2 separate regions of the Bicyclus anynana genome follow, and region 2 is linked to region 1. A link is a contact called in public Hi-C data. All regions are on one chromosome and are shown on one strand. The core of a region is the stretch at or near the end of the contact, and the rest is flanking DNA. Distances in the headings are between cores, read along the strand shown.

Evidence for each region. Hi-C and Micro-C count contacts between places; a contact is called where the count stands out from the background.
Region 2: a Hi-C map of whole body shows a contact between it and region 1, with 2.1 times the contacts expected there. The contact joins the enhancer-like site here to the promoter of LOC112055052 in region 1. A contact is called at or near these places in 2 of 2 Hi-C or Micro-C datasets (whole body and whole larva).

The regions. Positions count from the first base shown.
Region 1 is chr12:14,749,657-14,755,024 of ilBicAnyn1.1, forward strand. LOC112055052 (myophilin-like) reads left to right here and starts at 2,258. Exons shown (of 1, transcript XM_024095039.2): 1 at 2,258-4,114. The coding sequence starts at 3,478. The coding sequence ends at 4,041. LOC112055051 (myosin heavy chain 95F) reads left to right here. Exons shown (of 26, transcript XM_052884777.1): 1 at 1-136.
Region 2 is chr12:14,783,045-14,788,412 of ilBicAnyn1.1, forward strand. LOC112055051 (myosin heavy chain 95F) reads left to right here. Exons shown (of 26, transcript XM_052884777.1): 5 at 1-63; 6 at 630-892; 7 at 1,256-1,405; 8 at 2,032-2,288; 9 at 2,962-3,119; 10 at 3,568-3,732; 11 at 4,227-4,347; 12 at 4,950-5,058; 13 at 5,221-5,368. Among protein-coding and RNA genes, the nearest start is that of LOC112055045, 24 kb to the right of the region's middle. Within about 2 kb of position 2,212, at least 4 of the 8 cell types and tissues checked have open chromatin away from gene starts, as enhancers often do.

The DNA.
Region 1 (5,368 bases), core at 1,008-3,507:
AATTTACACTACGTCGGCAACGTAGGTAAACTTTAAACTCGTGAAAGTGAGGTGTTGTGAAATAATAAAATGGATATTTATTATTAGTGCGCCTTTGTTTGTATAAAGTGATTATATCTCGCAGAAATAGTTCGAGGTGAGTTCAATTTGCTACAAGTTTTAAAAACTTTACCACTGGTTTGGTAACTAAATAGTTATTACTTCGATACTATATCATTGCTTATCATTTTATCTATTGTCTGCCGAAATCTAATTAGCCTTTTATGGAAAGACATTAATTAGCTTATTTTCTGTGAAATATCCGAATAATGTGTGTTGAAATGAGTTCTATAAACGTAACAAATGACGGGAAGGAAAAGGTTTTGTGATGTTAGAAGTTTTTGTAACATTATCATTTCGTCATATACGAACAGAAGTTAGCATTGTGTAAGTGGAGAAAGAAGGTTATTTTTTTTATTAGGACTTCTCATTGGTTAGGCTTCACCCGACTTTACTAAAACAAGTAAAAACTTTATGAAACTACGTTCATGGTTTCGCGAATATATGGGATGTTATAATATTTATTGAAATAATATACTGCCTTGGCTCTGGTATTGTTGGTTTAGGCAGCACCTCTTTGTGTTATTTCTACTCTTTTTTAAAACATTATAGCACAAGCTAATCATCTGTTGATAAAACAATTTAGGTGCTGAAGATTGACTCCCATACTCAGGGGTTATACTGATTTGAAAGCTGTCATCAGGTTAAATTACTGTTTTAAAACACTTATTTGATGTTAATACATGTGCCACTATTAATAACATAAAACCCAAAACCTATAACTAATAGTATATATATTTTTCAACATAATGAACAGTTTTCCCCTCACTGCAACTAAGTGAAAAGCTTATTGTATAGGAGTCCACAGGTAGGGATTGAACCTTAAACCTTTTAGATTAGTATTTGGCCTTGAGCTATTAGCCTCAATTTAAAGAATTTAGTTTCAAAAGTCTTTTTGAAATACAAAATTTACAAAGAAATCAGCCATGGATACCAAAGATAATATTTTAAATAAAAAAAAATATTTGCAAGAATGGAACCCAAGATTTGTCCATTGAATACTACTGCATCTGATAAGTCATTTGGAACGGCAGGCTATTCTGTAACAACTTTTTGTATAACCAGCAAGTGCAAATTTCAAATTTCTCCATCTTTCTCATTCTATAGTATTGTATTAGACAGAAATATATAGAGGTGAAATCAAAACTCACCCTTGCGAGTTGTACAAAACATTATTACAGAATAACCCTCCAGTACACTAATAATAATAATAATAATAGCCTTTATTAAACAATCACAAATATCTTAAAATTATTTACAAATTTATTTGATTGACACCGGCGTGTTGAGATTGTCGTGCTTTACAGCATAGGCCTCCCCTACACTAAGGACCTCCAGTACACTAAGGACCTTATTAATAAATGTTCCTTAATATCAAACTTGAAGTTCAATCAATTATTAATTTGTGATGTTTAATTATATGGTGTGTAACTCATAAATGGATTGGTGTATATGCTCTTGAGTTGCCAGTATCTAGCAACTCCCTGCAAAACTGCTTGATGTCTTCGGTCCACCTATTGGGTGGTCTGCCAACTAAACTTTCTGGTGCAGGGTTCCAGCACCTAGGGACCCCAATGTCCCCAATGTTAGGTCATCATCAGCATTGGCATGAAACTATACATTCAAAAGTAAAAAATACTTGTTTTATAGTCAAGATTGTATCTGTGCCAATTTTATCAGTTAGGGTTAATAGCAATGCTTTGTTTAAAACAATCCTTCACTCTTCCATTGTTTCGTTTGGTGATAAAACACAATAAAATATCGCAACACTGCCACTTGGCAAGGTTAAATTAGGCAATCTCAGTTGTTTCACAGAATTAACCTATTTTTCATAAAATTATTCATCTTCAAATATTAAGCCTTATTTTCTTCTTTATTTGACTTTTAACATGAAACATTATTTTCATGTTAAAAGAAAATAACATTAATTAAAAAGTAAACAAATTTTTAGCAGCTAGTGTTTTAAAACTTTAAATTTCATCTTGACTTTTTAATATGAAATGAGCTTCTGCTTGGTCCTCTCACCTAATGGTAAGTGTAGATGTGGCCCAAGATGGAAAGTGTTTTCCTAGAAGATTGCCAATTCTCTTGTCTTGTCTTGAGCTCCTCTCAAGACAAGACAAGAGACAAATGATGAAAGACAAATGATGTTTAATTTACTAAAATGCACATAACTGAAAATTTTGGAGGTGCATGCCCTGGACTAGATTCGTACCTACACCCTATGGAATCAGAGGCAGATGTCATATCCACTGGGCTATCACGGCTCTCAATAATTGCTATTACGGAGTTAATCTAATAAGACTTTATGATAAGATTGGCCAGCCATAAGTGTTCTAGAACATTCTATGTTGCTATTGATGGGAGCACTTGAAACAATATAATCTCCACTAGTAATAAATTATAATTGCTCCTTATTATTGTAATTGATTGCAAGATTCGATTATCTTTTAGTGATATCTCTTTATTTATTTATACCACTTTGTTACATTTTTGTAACTTGACTGCATTTTACTTGATAACATTGTATTAGTTACTTTGCGATATTATCAGTTCAATATAATTAAATCTCTATAACTTACTTATAGACCTTGGCCTCACTGAACTGTAGTAAGTTCTATATTAGAACGGGTCTCCAAAGCTGCTCTAATAGTATCTTACCAGATTTGGCTAGGGAGAACAACACGAGTGGAGGAGAGCAGTGTTTATTGATTGTCAAGGAATTCCTTAACCCTATAAAGTCCAGGACTCTGCTTGGAGATTTTCTCTCTGCCACGCGATGGACCCCACACCGGCAGAGTGAATCCATGGAATGCTAAGATATTTGTCTCTTTTGTAACCTTAAGAATCTTGATTAATTTACTTAATCGGGTGCAAGAACTAGGCTGATGCGTGTTTTTCAAGATGCCAATTCACTGATAAAGGTACTCAAGGTGCAAATTTAATGTGTATTTGGTGTGTTAAACTAAATATTCACTGCCTGATGTCTTATTGAAATTCCCAATCACAATATGCTGCTTATGACAATTATGGATTTCTTGCGACTGAATGAGGAATGCTTTTCGTTTCTCATATTTTTACAGCATCCCAGGTAGCTTTAAATGCTCTCGAGAGTTTTGCATCAAAATGAAGGTAAAAAAATATCACCAAATTTTCGCTTCCTCATCGAATTCCTTTGTAACCTGTCGCATAACAATCAATATAATAAAAAAAATAATCAATTTTTCGATAATGAACGCGATAAACGTTTAAGCGGTCACATTCATGTTGATAGTAGCTATCAATCGCATCGATGTGTCATGTACTGATATTGAGAGGCTCGTTATCGGAAGGCGCTCAGTGACTACGTGTCTGCAACACTGTTAACACTGTCGAAACATGGCTGAATATCGCGCAGGTAAAGCCGGCATCAACGCCGAGGCTCAAGCGAGGATCAACAGCAAATACAACAACGACATCGCCCAAGAAACTCTAGAATGGATACAGAAGATCACCGGCTCACCGGAAAACACGTCCGGTGACGTCGACAACCTCTACGAAGTCCTCAAGGACGGCACACTCCTCTGCAACTTGGTCAACAAGTTTCAAGAGGGCTCAGTGAAGAAGATCAACCAATCGACGATGGCATTCAAATGCATGGAGAATATAAACGCGTTTCTAGAAGCAGTGAAGAAGCTGGGTGTACCACCGCAGGAGACGTTCCAAACTATCGATCTTTGGGAGAAACAAAACCTTTATTCTGTCGTTGTATGTCTTCAGTCGTTAGGCAGGAAAGCCGGAAACTTCGGCCTTCCGTCTATAGGGCCTAAGGAATCTGACAAGAACGTCAGAGAGTTCTCCGAGGAGCAACTGAAGGCCGGCCAGAACGTGATATCCCTGCAATACGGATCAAACAAGGGCCAACAGACTGGCATATCCTTCGGCAACAGACGCCAAATGTGAACCCTGTACAGTATTATAATATGTAATTTATTCTTTTTGTATTAAAAATAATAAATGTTTTTTGTAATTTGGTAAATGTTAGTTTTTTTCATTCAAAACTTATCTTTTAAATACGAGTATATATAGTGGTTTCCCACGACTTTGTACGCGTTTACTTACTATATTCCCATTACTTACTTACTTACTTCCTTTGTTATCTATAACTATCACTTTCCTACCCACTTCTCGTTTGTTGTAGATCGTCTCCATCTTCCTATCTACTATACCTACAACATCTACTATACCTATAAATAGAGGAAACCTATCTTTCAATTTCGTAGTTTATGATATTAGTGATTGATGGTTCTGACAGTTATTCAGTGATATTTCACTTTTAGAGGCCCCTTTCCATAAACATTATAGTGTAGCTGAAAAGAATTGGATAACATAAATCTATTTCATATTGCATGTTAAAATAAAACAGACGAGAGATATCACACTGTTAGTACTTAGTACATACAATAAATATTAATTTTTTATCTTTTGGCTAGTTTCGATCGAGTTCTTTTCTCGGTATATGCTAAAAATTAGTATCATTTGTGTGGATTTAGAAGACGGAGGTTCTGGGTTCGATCCCCGGCTGGGCTGATTAAGATTTTTTTAATCTGTCCAGGTCTGGCTGGTGGGAGGCTTCGGCCGTGGCTAGTTACCACCTTACCGGCAAAGATGTACCGCCAATTGATTTAGCGTTCCGGTACAATGTCGTGTAGAAAAAGGGGTGTGGATTTCATCCTCGTCCTAACAAGCTAGACAGATTTCATCTTAGATTACACCATCACGTACCATCAGGTGAGATTGTAGTCAAGGACTAACTTGTAAAGAATAAAAAAAAATATAACTACCTACTAGCAGGGAGTAGGTTATAAATGTTATAAGTAAATATAAATATAGCTGATAATGATAATGATATCATCATTAATCATTTTAATGACCCACTAGATGGTCAGGCCTTGGAGCTTAGACTCACCACTCCAATATGAGTTGGCGAGCCGAGTGATATGTAGTTAATGGATAACGTTCGACTGATTATCACTATCAGATTTGAATGAAGTAAGAAGTAGTTGCAAAACTAAAAGATACCTCTTTTAGTGTCCAGTGGCGCTAACATGCGTCCAGCGAGATAATCTCGTGAAAACAAATAGACAAAGGACCAATGGCGGTGAAAACGAAAATACCGCTACGCTATCTCTTTTATTGCTTTAGGATGAAAGAGAAGAGACTGGGATAACTCCGTCGTCATTGGACGATATTTTGTCTATTTATCTTAACTTTCGTCGCATGTTATCAA
Region 2 (5,368 bases), core at 962-3,461, 33 kb after region 1:
TAAAGTATCTTTGCGATCTGTGGGCAAAGGGCGCAGGGCCTGTGGAACAGAAGATTTTAGATGGTAAGTAACTTGGATGGATCATACAGATTTAAAATTAAATGAGTGTATAAAAAGATGTCTGAAAGTGGCGCCAGTGACAGAAAAGTCGACGAGTAAAAGGTTAGCTTGGTTAGCTAGTAGACATATGATGTTGATGGACGAAAGTCATATTACCAGAAGAATTATGAAATTGCAAGTGGACAGTCGCCAAAGGAGGAAAAGTCAATGTAGAGATTGTTGACAATGTAAGGGTGTGTGTAACAGAAGTAGTTAGATAAGTTGACGAATGATAAAAGCGAATGAATGAAAATGTAAATTTCTGCCGACCCCACCTAAACTAAAGGCGAACTAATTTCTTAAAAGCAATATAAAAATGTAAGGAAAGTGAATATTTTGCTACATTACAAGAAGTAAAGTATGTTTTTATTGGTTTTATTTTTAATGTAGTATACATTAAAAATACAAAGTCATCATTACAAAAAGAAAAAAGACTGCTTAACAATTTAAAGTTGTAGAATGAAAAATAAAAATAAACCAACCATATTCAATCAGTTTTAACTTATCAAGGAAATGTTTCATTTTTTCAGCGAATCCAATCCTAGAGGCGTTCGGCAACGCAAAAACAACCCGCAACAATAACAGTTCACGATTTGGCAAATTTATGGAAGTTCACTTCTCTAACAAATATCAGGTCGTCGGAGGGCATATATCGCACTACCTGCTAGAAAAGTCCAGAATTTGCACGCAGAGTGCTGAAGAGAGGAACTATCATGTCTTCTATCTGCTATGCGCAGGAGCCCCACAGGAACTTCGTTCGGCATTGAAGATAACCAAGCCTGATGATTATTTGGTAAGCTATCAAGGTCTTCATTGTTTAGTCTAGTATAGTAATTTTTGTATAACACGAATACAAGTGGACCTAATGTCCTTCCCTGCACAATTTTTAATACTATGTTTTAAGCATTAGGCAGGGAAAAAAAATAGAAATTAAAAACATTTTTAAAAATAAACCTTTAGCTCAGATCAAATCTTGAAAATATCAAATGTACTTTTTAAACCTACAATTTTAGGTAACAACAAAATTGTGAAAAAAAAAAAAAAAAGAAAAGACTCACCTGAAATTGACACACATTAATAAAATACATAATACAAAATATAAATTCATAATCAATATTTATGTTATTTATCTAACCGTTTTGTTAAATTGTTACAGTATCTCAAAAACGGTTGCACACAATATTTCACATCGGCACAATCAGAGAAGAAAATAAATGCCAATCAAAAAGGCAAGCAGCAACAGGCCAAAGGAGGTTTGAGAGACCCCATACTGGACGACGTTGAGGACTTCCAGAGGTTGCATCAGGTATGTTTATACTAGCTTCATTTCATGAACATTTTGAGCCAAATTTGTAGTCCTTACTATTAGTATCTAATGGATTTAAACATATAATTAAAATGAAACATTCTATCCAGACAAAGAATAGAATTAACTATATTAACAACAGACTACTTTATTACAGAAATACAGAATGAATAATAATAATAATAATAAAAATTAAAAAAGGATAAATAAATAAATGAAAGAAAATAGTAATACTAGCTGACTGGATGATCTTTGTATCATCAGATGTTCCTTTAGTTACTAAACCACCCCTGTATTAGATCAAAATAAACTTAACGAATATTAAAATAGCTCAAGCTGTTTCCGTATTTCAGCAAAGAATATAGACAAACAGTACATACATATATCGAGAGAAGTGAAGAAAATAATAATTGATTTCTTCTTATTAAAATTCAAAATTTAGAATTACGAGCAATTTATTTCAATTAGACTTATTTTACAAGCACCTATGAAACATCAAGTTATGTCTTCATTTTATGGTGGTAATTAAAGTCGATAACTTAAAATTAAAGTTACGAGGGTAACAAAGCGCCTTGGTCCGAGAAGAGCCCACAACAAACTCAACCAACTCAACTCATCTCTTCCAGGCATTATCTCGTGTCGGTCTGTCAGAAGCGGAGAAGAAGTCTGTCTATTCAGTAGTTGCGGCAGTCCTCCATTTGGGCAACGTGGAGTTTGAAGAGGAGGGCGGGGCTCGAGGAGGGTGCCGAGTGAGTCCCGACTCGGAGGCCTCGCTGGCGACCGCGGCCTCATTGCTGGGCGTCGACCCCGGGGAGCTGCGGATGGCGCTGGTGTCCAGGCTCATGCAGAGCTCCCGCGGCGGCATGAAGGGGACCGCCATCATGTGAGTTGCTATTGAGTCCCGACTCTGGAGTTTAGAGCCAAAAAACTCAGACCAATTATTGTATAGGACCTGCCTCGTTACTAGAGTTTTTAGACATTAATTTTCTGACAAAGTTTATGATCAACGATCTAATGCGATTACGAGTATAAAAACTGTCTTTATAGTAACAATGTGTCATAGTTGTAATCGTGTTTGTCGGTTAAAGAGCTCCGTTAAAATACCTTTTTGTGTAGTGAAGAATAGCGTAAAAATGGGTAGAAACTTCAAGTCTACTAAATCTAAGTTCATTTTCCTCAGACAATGACAGAAAATTTTGCTCGTGAATTTTGGGTGCGATACTGGTCCTTCTATATAATTATATATAATTGGTCGGAGGCTTTACCAGGCTCAGATTCAGCATATTAATGAGTAATGCAGACCTTTGGGACTTATAAATATATTGTTTCTGGACAGCCTATCCAGCCAGACCAGCGGGTCCTTACGACACGTTTAATGTTGTAAGTGAAGAGTCGACCAACATTAATTAACAATCAAAACATTTGTATGAATGAATAAACTCTGCGTTTCCCGATGCGCGGTCGTCATTACAGCACCTTGAGACCCCACATCCATCTGTTCTTCGATCCACGTATCCTGCCCATAATATTAGTAAGGATTGTTTTGTTATGTTCAGGGTACCACTGAAGACGTACGAGGCTTCTAGCGCGCGCGATGCGTTGGCCAAGGCGGTGTACAGCCGGCTCTTCGACTACATCGTGCGGCGCATCAACGACAGCATCCCCTCCAGCGCCTCCGCCTACTACATCGGCGTGCTCGACATCGCCGGCTTCGGTAAACAAACATTGCATATAGGCGTCACTTGAGTCAACTCACCCGCGCCGTATATGCGGGATATAACGTCAAAGGGAACTCGTCGAGCGTGCGCGAAGCTCTGGCCAAGGGAAAACATTTACTTCATTAGTCACATTGTCACAAAAGAAAACCATAAATCATTAAAAATTCTCAACCCGTAAATCGGGCAGTTCCGGCCATTATCTAATAATAGACAAACGGAATTGGCATTAGAGTAGCAGGATAGGTCTAACATACATAAACCTCTCTCATGGACTTCTAAACAAAACTGTGTGGTTCCCTGCAACCCGCTTGATGTTCTCTATCCAACTAGGGGGGGCTCGACCAACACTGCACTTTCTGGTGCGGGGTCGCCACTCCAGCACCTTGGGACCCCAACATTCATCAGCTCTTCGAACTATGATTAGAACATGATGTGTAATTGCAGAGTACTTCCAAATGAACAGCTTCGAGCAGTTCTGCATCAACTACTGCAACGAGAAGCTGCAGCAGTTCTTCAACGAGCGCATCCTCAAGAACGAGCAGGAGCTGTACCGCCGGGAAGGGCTCAACGTGCCCGAGATCAGATTCGTCGACAACCAGGATTGTATCGGTGAGTACAACACCATCACATTGACCTCCTTTTCACCTGATGGTAGACCTGGTGGTCTCACATCTCACGTTCTTGCCTAGAAGATGCCTATTCACTTTCTTCTTAAACATGGCCAAGTTGTAAGAATTATGAAACACTGACTTTAGAAGAGAGTTCCATACCCTATTCATGCGTACAAGAAGCAAATCGCTTCGTACGAATTCTAGGGATGTCAATGACATAGGGATGGAAACCTACCTAGTGTCTTTCGGTACGGTGGTAAAATGGTGACGGTGGTATGAGCTCAAATAGCCAGATTAAATAGAAATCCAAATTGGTTAAAGGTCTTCTCTGCTCAGAGAGATAACCATTTGTCCCTTACTTACATCCCAATGTAAGAATCGCAAAAAATAATGCAATTTTATTGATTATAAAAATATAACAGCTATGTTTAAATCTTGTTGTTGCTATAACTACATGATGTGGTTATTCTAATTATGTTATTTAAATTACAGATTTAATAGAAAGTAAGAACCATGGTATATTCCACATCCTGGACGAAGAGTCGAAGCTGCCTAAGCCAGACTATGGCCACTTCACTAACGCTGTTCACAAGGAACTCAGCGGAAATGCCAGGTACGTCATATCAAACGTATTTGTGAGAATATTTAATGTAGCACCTAGTTGTCTGATGATGGAAACGGAAGGTGGCCATGGGAACTCTTCAAGTACATATAATATACCCATTGTATTTTCTTTACAAGTGTTACGCTTTTAGGTATGTAATGTTAATTAAGTTGTGTAAAAAACTTTGAAAATCCTTCAGTAAATGTTGAAAGAAAACTTATAGACAATTCACAAAACTGGGTGCGAGGTTTGGTGACAGGTGGAAGCTAGCAGACTGCAGTCGCATTCTGCATTAGACAATATAGACAAGTTTCATCAGTTCCCAGAAATCTAAAAATGTTAGGGATACCACAAGGAAAAGACTCTATCGATCTACAATTTATTAACTGATAGTTATTTTTATCATACAACTAACTCACATGAAACTTTTGACACTTGTGAGATTGAGGTCGACTTTCCACCATGTCTTTGGGCATTTATTTCGGGCTAACTTGGCGGGACTATAAACGGGACCAAAATCAAAAGTCAAGCGTGCATAAAGTAGCTTCTGAAAGCTTATGTCACAGATAGACGCTTTTGTTATTTTTGAAATCTGTTATTTAATTTCTCAGTACCCGCCTGCAAGTACCGCGGGCATCTCGCCTGAAGGCGCACCGCACGCTGCGCGATCACGAGGGATTCTTGTTGCGCCATTTCGCTGGTGCGGTGTGCTATAACACTGTAAGTACTACAATATAACCTTTTAGGACCGATTACACTGCCTTCTGTGGCTTTTTAGTTGTAAGGTATTTTCGAAATTGATTTATTAGATAAAGAAATTACCCCCTACAACACCACACTATACCTCTTTATAATATTCACAATATTTCATGTTCCACCCAGAACCAGTTCATCGAGAAGAATAATGACGCACTGCACGCTTCGCTGGAGTTCCTGGTGCAGGAGTCGGGCAGCGCGCTGGTGCAGCAGCTGTTCGAGACGGTGGACAACAACAACGCGAAGGGCAAGCTCAACTTCATCTCCGTCGGCG